Regions from separate parts of the Rattus norvegicus genome. Here region 2 is linked to region 1. A link is a contact called in public Hi-C data. All regions are on one chromosome and are shown on one strand. Each heading gives the region's core, a stretch centred on a gene start, on an enhancer-like site or on the middle of the called end of the contact. The rest is flanking DNA. Distances are from core to core; before and after follow the strand shown.

The links. A called contact is a pair of places that touch in the nucleus more often than the background predicts.
Region 2: a contact with region 1 is called in a Hi-C map of hepatocytes, with 2.2 times the contacts expected there. The contact joins two enhancer-like sites. A contact is called at or near these places in 2 of 12 Hi-C or Micro-C datasets (hepatocytes and psoas muscle).

The regions. Positions count from the first base shown.
Region 1 is chr18:57,057,273-57,063,105 of GRCr8, reverse strand. The region is part of intron 1 of Ppargc1b (PPARG coactivator 1 beta); the gene reads left to right. Among named protein-coding and RNA genes, the nearest start is that of Mir3557, 69 kb to the left of the region's middle. Within about 2 kb of position 3,570, at least 5 of the 93 cell types and tissues checked have an H3K27ac peak or open chromatin away from gene starts, as enhancers often do.
Region 2 is chr18:57,222,290-57,227,970 of GRCr8, reverse strand. It overlaps a transcript of Arhgef37 not described here. Among named protein-coding and RNA genes, the nearest start is that of Arhgef37, 46 kb to the left of the region's middle. Within about 2 kb of position 3,085, at least 7 of the 93 cell types and tissues checked have an H3K27ac peak or open chromatin away from gene starts, as enhancers often do.

The DNA of each region.
Region 1 (5,833 bases), core at 2,321-4,820:
TGGATGGATGGATGGATGGATGGATGGATGGATGGCAGGCAAGATAGATAATAGATGTATATGCATGCATATATACAGACAGACAGACAGATGATAGATAGATAGATAGATAGATAGATAGATAGATAGATAGATAGATAGATAGGAAGGGAAGGAGAGGGAGAGGAATAGACAGAGACAGAACAAGAGAACATGAATTCCTGTTGGCTAGGCGTGTTATCGCACATGTATCATGTCAGCCTTCGAGACGCTGAGGCAGGAGACCAAGAGTCTGAATCCAATCTGGGTACATATTAAGAACCTATTTGAAAAAAAAAAAAAAAAACAAGCCCCAAACTGAATGGTGTTTATTCCCCTCGTTAGTCCTTTTGCTACTTTAAGAAGAATTTAATAGCATTTCCTATGGAGAACACTTTATAGCTTTTCCAAACACTTTTCCACCCAAAACACTTCAGCAAACAGACTAGGACACTTCCATAGCCAGTGACGACTTAGAGGTCCCTTTGCAGAGAGATCGAAATGCACGTCCCAAGTCTCTGCTCAGGCCACGGCCTGGGATGTAATTCCACATTAGTCTCCTGCACATATAGTAAGTCCTTCATTGCGCCTTGCCAAGTCAGGGCCGCGTTAGGCCAAGAAGGCGCTTGGCTCCTGTGCAAACAATTCAGCAATCAAAGTAAGCTGTACTCCCATCCATTGTTTTTAAAATGCTATAAATGTAAAGATACCAATTTTAGAAATACAGACAGGAGCTCCAGGATGGTTTCCCCAGGCCTGAGGCAGAGGGATAACTCAGTAGTCCCCACTCTACCACACGTGAGTTCTGGCATTTGTTAGTCATGGTGGATCTATTGTCTCTTCTCCCTCCTCCTCCCCCACCCCCTTCTTGATGTACTTCTTATACTGCCTGGCTTTTTGATGCCTACGTCACCCTCTTCTCAGCTATGGCTCTGACTTCCAATTCCTGTCCATTGCTGTGGCAGACCCCGCCCCCCCTCCCGCCCCCCAGTCGCCAGGCCTCTCAGGGCCTTTCAGCCACTCCTGAGCATTAGAAGAGCAGCCCTGAGTGGCATTTGATCCTAGTGGTTTATTTTTGGCCCTGCTCTTCAGCAGCTGATAAATGTAGAGCTGGGCAGAGGTGATGTGCCGGAATGGTGAGTGCTGACATCAGCTGGCGTGTGTGTTCACACGGCTTCATTCTCGACCTCACGGAGGGGCCTCGAACCAGGCACGGAAAGGAGCACAGAGCAGTTCGGTCCCCACGGGGTTGACAGAGGTGGAATTATTATGGGATCACTGAGGTTGTAAGAGCAATCCGGCTGGGTTTGGGGGTCGTCTGGGAAAAAATATTAACACGTCCGTCCTCTCTGGCGCTTGCTTGTTGCCCTTCACGGTTTACAGGGCTCTTGTTTCGCTTGTTACATACATCTTCATTGAACACCTACTACACGCCAGACATCATGCGGTGCGTTGAGGGGGTGGGGTTGGGGGTGGGGGCATGGCGGGGACAAAGCAGGACAAGGCCATGCAGTCAGGGAACTCCTAATTAAGGAATAGATACATTTAAAATAGGGGAAAGTTCAGAAAGTGGGGGTGGTGGTGGTGGTGGTGGTGGTGGTTGTGGTGGTGATAGTGGTTGTACAACCATGTGGATATGGTTAATGCCACTAAACTGTAGGCTTGAACGTAGCTCAAATTATTCCAGGAAAATGAAGTGCTCTCTGAGAGAATCTCAGCAGGACGTTGGCAAAGCCAGAGGTGGGGTGGTCTGCTTCTGTGGGTTGCAGACCACAAAAGGGTGGTAGCCACTGGCAGGTGAAGTGTCCCAGTTCGGAGGGTCCCAGGTAGGGACCCACATGCTCCTCCCCACTGCGTGTGGGGGTCTCCGGAGATGTCTGGAGGCGCAGTGGCTGCCTGTGAATAGCAACGCTCAGCCAGCTCTGCCTCTGGTGCCTCCGATGTGTGTGCACGCATCACTTGGCAGTTGAGCCAGTGTCTTCCCTGCCACTCTCGTGGGAATTCAAGAGGCCCTTGAGTTCAAGTGCATACAGTCAACAGCAAGGACAGGCAAACGCAAAGCGCCTAGTGGCCCAAGTCACCGGCATTCACTAACCTTTTATTGTTTAAAAACAAACACAGCCTTCTGGGGCCTGGACATCAGCGTGCCTGCTGAGAGGTACTAATGGCGTGGTCGGGAATCCATGCTGCTGTGGGTAGAGAGGAGAGCACCCTCCCAGACCCTGGTGCCAGACACAGGGAATCTGGCCTCCAAAGGCCTGCACCAGGCCCTGCAAGAGCTCCCAACCCCCTTCCCTCCCAGGTAATCCCATCCTGCCTGGTCACCTGAGCTCACAGATCTCAGAGGGATAAGAGGCTGACTGCTTGGAGGCCACAGGGAACGGGGAAGGTGGTGACTAAGCAGGATAGCACCTGCCCTGTGGACCTCTGTTCTCTTTCCCTTCCTTTTCCTGGCAGGCAGGAATCTGACCCAGAATTTGGGGACAGGGACCAAACTTTGAGGAAGTGACCTGTCATTTTGAAAAGAGCTCGAACAGGGGATACAGGGAGATCCTAGTTGTGTGATCCTGCTAGGAACTGGCAGTGTGGATCTAGAGTGACTCCCTTCCTGTTCCCTTTCTATTTGCCTCAACTTTATCACCTACAATATAAGAGGTTTGTTTGGGCAAGTGTGGCACGGGACCATTCCAGCACCCCACCCCTTATGGTGTTCCTCAACTGATACGAGGCTGTTTCCAGCACAGCGGAGGTGGAACAGGTATACATCAGTCATCTCTTATCTGGCAGCAGAGAGAGGGGCTGTGCGGGGGATGGGAATTCCTAGGAAGAGGTCAGATAAGTTATGGAAATGCTGTACCTACCTACCGCCTTAACAAAGTCATGTGTTCTGTGCTTTCACCTTGCTTCTGGGTAGAGGACTATGGTACCAAATTGATAATCCCAGTCAGTCCAGCACAGTCCCCACCCCAGAGCCAGAGAACCCCAATGTCTTGCTTGGGGAGCCACACAGTTGGATCAAGATGCTTTCTGGGCACCCAGTACAGAGTCCACTGTCTCCTCATCTTTGATTCGGATCTCCCCATCAATGTGTCTCGTCTTTGATCCAATCTCATCCATATCACATTTGACAGCAGCTTGGTTTCTCAGTAACTCGAGCTTCTTGGCTTCTTCCACAACCTGCAGCTTAGTTCTCGTGGAGCTCCCGTCCTTTCTTCCAACATGTTCTAGTTAAGAACCATTTCATTTTTTGTAAGGCTAGAAACAATTGGGTTCGGGGGAAGCAGGGCCTAGCAGAGCACAGGCCCTGGGGAAGCAGGTTGGGTGGGTAGGACAGAACCACACCAGCTAACCTGGTTGGCTGGTCAGCTGGAGACTGGGTATCGCTGTACCATAGGTCTGGTAGGATTAGGTTTGCCTAATTAGGTTGCCATAGCCTACAGAAATACTGGCATGCAAAACATTCTGAGTGGGGCTGGGCTGGGATATAGAGGTTGCTGTCCAGGATGGTTCTGATGCCCTGTCCCTGAAGCAGAGCTGTTGTCCCAAGCACACTGTACCTTGGCTCCTTTACAGCTGACAGGGAGAAGCTCGTGACCAGTTAGTTCTGAGTACCTGACCCTGCCTTGCTCTCTGAGCTGGAGAATCCATTCTTATCAGACTTTCTCTTAGGGTCTTTGACCACTTGCTTGGTTAGAGCTTGGAACCTGACTATAAAGGGCTGAACATCATGTTGTGTTCAGCTGGCCCAAGGCCAGTGCTTAGGCCCTTCCTTCTTTCCTTGCATTTGCCCTTGTGCACGCGTGCGTGTGTGTGTGTGTGTGTGTGTGTGTGTGTGTGTGTGTGTGTGTGTGTGCGCGCGCGTGTGGTTTCTGATGACGCTGTATTTGGTGATGGGAGGGGTACAAAGCCTGTCTACCCTTCTTACTATTCTTCTAGACTTCTTTCAGAGTTTTGTATTAATTTGGAAGACAAGAAGAAGATTGGATTTTTTTTTTTTTTATGTAAGAGAGATGAATTGGCTATCACTTTGTCATTGATAGGTGATACAAACTCCATGCAGTTTAGAAGGGTACAGCTGAGCCCAGGGAGTCACTGCCCTCAGGCCCACCTGGATACAGTGCGTGAATTACCTTGCTGGAATCTGATTCTCCAGGTTGGCTCGGCATTGCCCTAGCTTGCTGCTGTCTAGGCTGCTGTTCGAGGCACTCGAGAAGATGGCTGCCAGGGTGTCTAGAATAGCTGAGCCCTCTTAATCAGACGCATCACAAAACCTGAATCCAATCTTGCACCCTGGGCCGGACTTACTTACCTGGTTTTAGGGGAGGGTTAAGTTCCCAAAGATAATCAGTAGACTTTTCCCACAGGGAGGGAATCAGTGAGATGCAGACCAAACAAGGAATGTCAGAGAAGAAGGAAATGGCTTTTGTGGGGACCTTGTATGTATTTCCTTCCCTCCTTTCCCAGAAAGGCAGGGAGGCTCAGGGTCATGGTCTAGACTAGGCCATTTGTAATGGGTTAGTAATAGCTGCTGCGGCTTCCTGTTCTAAGAACACTAACCTTGCTCACAAGAGCTCTATTCTGTGACCCAGTCAGCCCCCAAATACCCCACCTTTTCACTTGGAGAGTAGGATTTCAACACATGAATGTGTGGGGTCATATTCAGTCTGCAGCGACCTGGGGTACTCACCAGGTGCTGGCATATGGGAAGCACTCAGCCTCTCTCCTTATTTTGCTAAGAGGCCCGGAAGGTAGGACTCTCCTTACCATCAGTATCTGTCTGTAAAAGCAAAGCCAAGGGGACTGTCTTGATCTCAGAGGAGGAGTCAGCGGCAGGGCCTAGGCCCGCCTGCTGCCCACCTTTGCTTGGCTGATTCCCTTCTCAGTACATCTCCCTTTTGTACTTGCATTCCACTCTGGAAGTTCATTCATTAATTCACTCGCTGATGTGTTCATTTGATTAGATGCCGAGTTCAGCCTCAATGTTACCCCAAAGCTTGCATGGTTCTGAGATACTTGATAAAGTCAAGAACTATATGAAAGATTTGGGTAAGAGGGGCCCTGTGCTCTCTGTCTGTCCAGTTTCAAGTTCTGAGAATCCCCTGAAAGTCCAAAGGTGTGTACAGCATAGGTCCAAAACCCCAACTGTCCCCGCAGCTACCTGCCATCCCCCCTCCTCCCTTCCACTCAGGAATTCTGAGAATTTGCTCTGGGCCGTGGAGGAAGCTAGGAGATTTGCTGATTGCAGGCAGGAAAACTAGACTGAACATTTTTTCCCCCTCCTGAAGATGCATTCTTTCTGAAGCAGGGGATCGATTTCCAACAAGATACACAAGCTTCCAATGAAGCCACTTATGTGAGTCTGGAGTGAAGCGGTGCAAATCCTCTGCCAGGGTCATTTATCTCCCTGGCTTGAGGAAGCCACAACCCTTTCAGATGAGGGGTATGGAGTTGCCAGAGGAAGGGGCATAAAGGAACAGCAACTTGAGAAGCTGTGTGTAAGAAGCTGGGGGCATGGTGCAGTGTCGCCGCCTGTCCCTAGTCTGACCTTGCTCTCCCATGTGACCTGGGTCATTCCCACCCCCCACCCCCCCCCACCCCCGCTTCCTAAGCCACACTTCCCTTCTGACAATGGTAATGAACGAATGGTCTGTATTGTTCTCTCTCACACTCATCGACTGTAAAGGGGAGTAGCTCAGACTTTTTAGAGGAAAGACGGGTTTGACTCAGCCTCACCTCTCTGGGAGCCTGGGTGCTATTTGGAGATAAGGTTATTTACAGAAAAGGTCAAGTTCAGTTGAGGTCAATTAGGTGGGCT
Region 2 (5,681 bases), core at 1,836-4,335, 170 kb before region 1:
GCTCATGTGTTTATTAGAGTGACTACTGTATACCCTTGAGGCTTCCAAGATTTGGGCATAGATGCTGGGGATATAGCAAGACGTCAGACAGATGAACTATGCCATTTTTGAGCCCGCCCAATCTGGGCAGGGAGGCAGACAAGTCAGCACTCACTTCTGTGAGTGTGTCAGGCTGGAGCCCAAGAGAGGCGTTGACCTCTGACCTCGGCTTGGCAAGCAAGGAAAGCTTCCTTAAAGAGGTGATATATGACCTTTGACCTAACGGGTGCCTGAGCTTGTGCGGTCAGGAGGGCATATGCAAAAGCTAGAGGAGACAGCAGATCACAGAACTGAGGGAAATGTGTGGTAGAGGCACTAAGAAATGTGCTAAGCAAGCCCACAAGAAAGAGGGCTTCAGACTGTGCACGGGAGCCACTGGAGGAGTTGAGAGAGAGGAGTGAAATGCTCAGGGCTACAGTTTTGGGAAATCACCTGGCTCTGGCCAGGCGCCTTGTGTGCCCATCAATGACACCGCATTACAAACACAGGGAGTGCTGCTTCCTTCTAGAACCTTCCAAGCCTCTGTCATAAGCTTCACGTTAGAGGTGTCCAAGGTGTATTGCAAAGATAAATGCCATAGAAGGAGCAGAAACACCAAAACCTTAATGGAACCCCCTCCTGTCTGGAGGCAGACCAGTGTCCTGCAGCTTTTTGCCCCTGCAGGGCTCAGTGCCATTGGCCCCATAGAAGATGTTTGCACCAGGCCTAGACAAGGAGGGGATTCGAGAGTGCTGAGGTGGTTGTGGGAGGCTCACTGAAAGAGCTGAGTGTAGATTCAGGACCTCGTAGAGGAGCAGGATTAGGAAAAGCAAAAGAGAGAGAGGAAGCTTGGCCTCAGGAAACCCAGTCCAGAACAGTGCGTACGCACAAACTCAGAGACTTTGACAGTGTGCACAAGACCTAGACATGCTCAAGCCAGACAGAATCCCAGCACGGAGGAGGGGAAGTGGGCACAGAGTCCATCCCTAGCCAAGAAGTGAGTGGAAACTGCTGAAGATAGAGGGAAAACCCAGATTTCTCCGATAGATACTGGACACAATCAGTCATACTTCAGGGCAGGCCCTGCTCAGAAATAGTTGGCTGAGACAAATCAGTCTCTTTGTTGGTTGGTATTTTGTTTTCCTTAATTTTTCTTTAATTTTTAAGACAAGACCTTACTATATTGTTCTGGCTGGCTTGGGCCTCACTGTGTAAACCAGGCTGGTCAAATCTGCCTGCCCCTGCCTCTGCCTCCTGAGTGCTGGGGTTAAAGGTATGCACCACCATGACTGGCTTTTTTTTCTTTTTTTTTGAAACTAGATAGTCTCTATTAGTCCTGGAGTTTGCTATGTAGACCAGGCTGGCCTTGAACTCAAGGCGTACTGGGATTAAAGGCTTGTGCCACCATGTCCAGACCTGTGCTTTTATTTTTTTAAACAGTACTGGAGATTGAACTAAGGGCTTTTTGTGTGCTAAGCAAGCACTTTACCAGTCAGCTTTATCCCCAGCCCACACATCTGTTTTCTTCTTTTCTCCCTCCCTCCCTCCCTCCCTCCCTCCTTCCCTCCTCCCTCCCTGCCTTCCTCCCTGCCTCCCTCTCTCCCTTTCCCCCTCCTTCCTTCCTTTTGGTTAAGAATCAAATGAGGATCTGGAAAGGTGGCTCAGAAGTTAAGGACACTTGTTTTTGCATAGAACCTGAGTTTGATTGCCAGCACCCACATGCCGGCTTACAACTGTCTGTAACTCTAGTTCCAGGAAATATGACACCCCCTGTTAACTGCCGAGGGCACCAGGCGAGTGGTACACAGACATACCCAGACAAGACACTCACTCACATGGAATAAGATGGAAATTATGTGTGAATTGTGACCACCAGGGGGCAGCAGGACACTTCCACTCAGCCATGAAATATTTGAGGAAGCAAACTGAAATGCCTATGACTCTGGCTGGGCCAGAGAGGCAGAGAGAAAGCCTGGGAGGAAGGGGGACATTAAGTAAGGTTATGGTTCTCAACCTGTGGGTCACTGATTCACAGGGGTTGTCTAAGACCATGGGAAAAGACAGATACTTAGATCACAATTCATAACAGTTATGAAGTAGCAATGAAAAATACTTTAATGGTTGGGGGCAGGGGTCACGACCACATGAGGAACTGTATGGAAGGGTCACAGAGTTGAAAGGCTGAGAACCACCACACTGTGGGCTGCATTTGGATTGGAGTCTGTATACCACATCTTAAGGGCTGCAGCTTCCTGGCTCCCAGCCAACTGCTGCCACATCAGAGTGACTGACACGGGTGGTATCAGACTGGTTGACTCTTCACGAGAAGCCAGAAGCCAGAGGTTTTGCTTGACTTTTATTAGGGTCTCTCGTTTTGGTTTGGTTGTAATCCAGGCTGGCCCACACTTCTCCCTCCTCAGCCCCTGCAGTACTGGGATTCCAGGCATGTGCCACCATGCCCAGCTCTGTCCCTTTTTCCTATGGAAATCTTCATGTGGTCGACAACAGGCCCACCTTTGCTCCTCCTGCTGGAGAATCTTCTCCGAAGAAGTAGTTTCGTGTCTCGACTTCATCGGACATTGATTTCTCTCCCTTGGATCTTTGGGGAAGTGTGGTTTCCCTTAGGGTCATTCCTCTAAGGATTATCACTGATGCTGAGTTTCCGTTAACTCCTTGCTTCTGTCTTACCAGTGAGGACTGTGGAGAAGTACTCACCAAGATTCTCTGAGGGAGAATACTGGTAAATCCCCTGGCCCAGCTCCTCTATGCTCCATGACATAATTGTTATTGTTATGGGAGCTTAGGGAGAGAGGCAGGGAATTTGGAAGGGTTTCAGGGTCTGTCTGCCTCCCTGTACGTGACATGGTAAGGATATCTGGCCACACCCCTGTGTAGAAGCCCTTATCTCTGTGCCTGTCCTGGGTCCTCAGGGATACGAATCTCCATGGAACCTGAGTAGGGCCTGAACTCTCCACAGTGGCTGCAGGCTGGGGCTACCCCCTACTCCCAGGCGGCTCAGGCAGAGAGCGCAGAATCTGCAGTCAAGCTTGCTGGGCAGCCTGCTGCTGTCTTCCTTGTTTGCTGCCCTGGCAGATGTGTACTGTAGGAAACATTTCCAAGGTTCCTTTGTCCTCTGTGCAGCTGGTTGATTGGATTCATGGGAAGCCCTGGCCAGGGGGAGGAGCCAAGGTATCCCCCTCCCCCGTTTCTCTACTTATCTGCTATAGGGTGGTCTTTTCTGCAGTCCCACCTCTGGTCCCTAGTGCTCAACAGACCGGGGGATGCTTCTAGTGTTGGGTGGCTCTAGATCCTCCAGTACCAGGGGACTCCTCGTCTTCAGTCCAAGTATTCAAATGTCATGTGCTTGCTGATCTCTGCAGTATGTCTTTCCCCTGTAAGATCCACTGCCTATGTTAAGTTCCTCCTGACCGAAAGGCACAATAGAGTGGTTTCTGGTTTCCGCTTAGACTGATATACCACAGGAACTCAGGTCGAAGGCAAGGCTGGGGCTTCAGCTACTTGGGTCTCTCAGTTAGTCCATCTTAGGAGGGACGCTGGGGACCTTTGCCAGCTCCAGTGCCAAGGGAGCATCACCCCTCTTTACCTGGAGTTACTGAAGTGTCTTCAGCCACAGAGAGCTGAGTAATGGCTGAAGGAATCTGCTGACCTGGTCTCATCTTGGCCAGCTGAGGCTATTACAGCAGGGCCCAGAGCAGACACTAATGAGAAGACCCAAGGGCCATGGTGACAAGCCAGAACTGTGGGTGAAGCCGAGCTCTGAAGGAAGGGAACAGGAGAGACGTGATTCTGGAGCAATAGTGTCTCAGGAGAGGCAGTGAGCCCCAGGTCTGAGAGAAAGGAATTGAGGCAGGTTTCTGGTTGGAGAAGAGGTAGCCTGTCTCGGATCTGGGGTCTCTGGCTCCTGAGCCCATCCGTGGAGTGTCAGAACAGACCAGCATGTCAGTAACCATACTTGAAGCATTTCCTCTCTGCTTACAGAGCTGCGGGGAGGTGACATGAAGGAATCCAGTTTATGTGATAAATCCAGGTACTATCACATAGAAAGCTCTGAAGAGCAGCGATCTTAACAAAACAGAACAAGACAAAACAACAAACAATTAAACAACCCTCGGCAGCAACCATGGCAGCCAGCCACAGTGGAGTTCATTCTCCGTAGGATCCCCAAGAAACAAGCATTGGGATGGAGCCCTGGGACTCTCCCGTGAGGCAGGGCCAAGCCCAGAGGTACAGATCTACTTGCCAGAGCTAGAAGGGTTGGGTCAGGAGAAAGCAGGGAGACTGGGAGGACACTGTGACCCTCGGGCACCCTCCCTGGGGACGGGGAGCAGCAGGTGTCCAACAGGCATAGCTGCAATGGGACACTCGGGGACAAGCATCCTGCGGTGTCCAAACAGGACAGAGGTCAAAATCAGGTTATAGCATGGGCAGCAAGACTCCAGGCTTTGGGCCACAGTTCAAATACAAGGCTATGTGGGACTGGGGCAACTTAGGGACACTGCCATAATGTTGGGATTGAGTATTGAGAATGGGATACAAGGCTGAGTCCTGCTATTGGTGCAAGGGACTTTGTACTGGGCCCTGGAGACCAGCCTGGAGCTGCCCTCAAACCCTTGCATTTGGGGACAGGCTGGTTTTCAGAGTCAAGTGAGCTGACTAGGGGAAAGGCTATAGAAACCAGATTTTTTTTTCTATGCAAGATACTTGTGTTCAAATCTTGACCCACAGTTGTGGGCTGAGTAACCTCTTTGAAACGAGTTACTTAATCTCTTTTTAAAAACCTCACTTTCCTCTTCGTGGGTAAGTCATGGGGTTGCTGAGGTGTTGAAACAACACAGCCTAGTGACACTGGACAGCGTGTCTTCTATGCACAGGGTTTAATACAGATTTGATCCTGGGCGTCCAGGCCTCTTCAGCTTCCCCTCGAAGCTTCCTAGGCTCAGGGCCCTGCACTGTACTTCTAACTAACCTGGGCACCTTCAGCCTTCCTCCTGATGCCCTGTTCCAGACCCCTTACTCGGAAATGCCCCAGCACTGCATGAGCGCTTTCAAAACTGAAAGCAGGTAGAAGTCTCCAGAGGCCAAAGGTCGTTCCCCTGGGAAGTAAGTGTGCCCTGTCCTCAAATGCTCTGTGATTCTCGTCAGCCATCTTGGATTGTTTCTACATTTGAGGGGCTCCCTCAGGCTGCTGACTGTGCAGTTGAAGACAATTTTGCTGTTAAGGAAGACACTGTGGAAGATGATGCTATAGAAAGAGGGAGTCTTTCCTCCTACTTTTTTTGGCTCTGGTTCATTTTTTTTTCAAATTTCTTAATGTTTGTGTTTCACTTTTTAAAATCTTGCCCCTCACATACTCCTTGCCCCGTCTCCTAGGCTAGAGATCCCAAGGTGTGACACATCCCTTCAGGGCCATGTGCCCACCCCCGACCCCATCTTCATGAAAACCACAGTGAAAAATCACTGTATCTGGATTTATCTGGATAGTTCATATCATAAAGATATGTTCCTTAACGTACTGAAATATGCCTCTAGTGCGTCTTTACTAAAGTTGAGTACTGAATTATAATCCTTTCACTTTCTCTGCCCAGAGGGTGCTATACTTCTTTAGTCCTCTGAAAGTTACCACATTTAGAAATGCCTCTCCC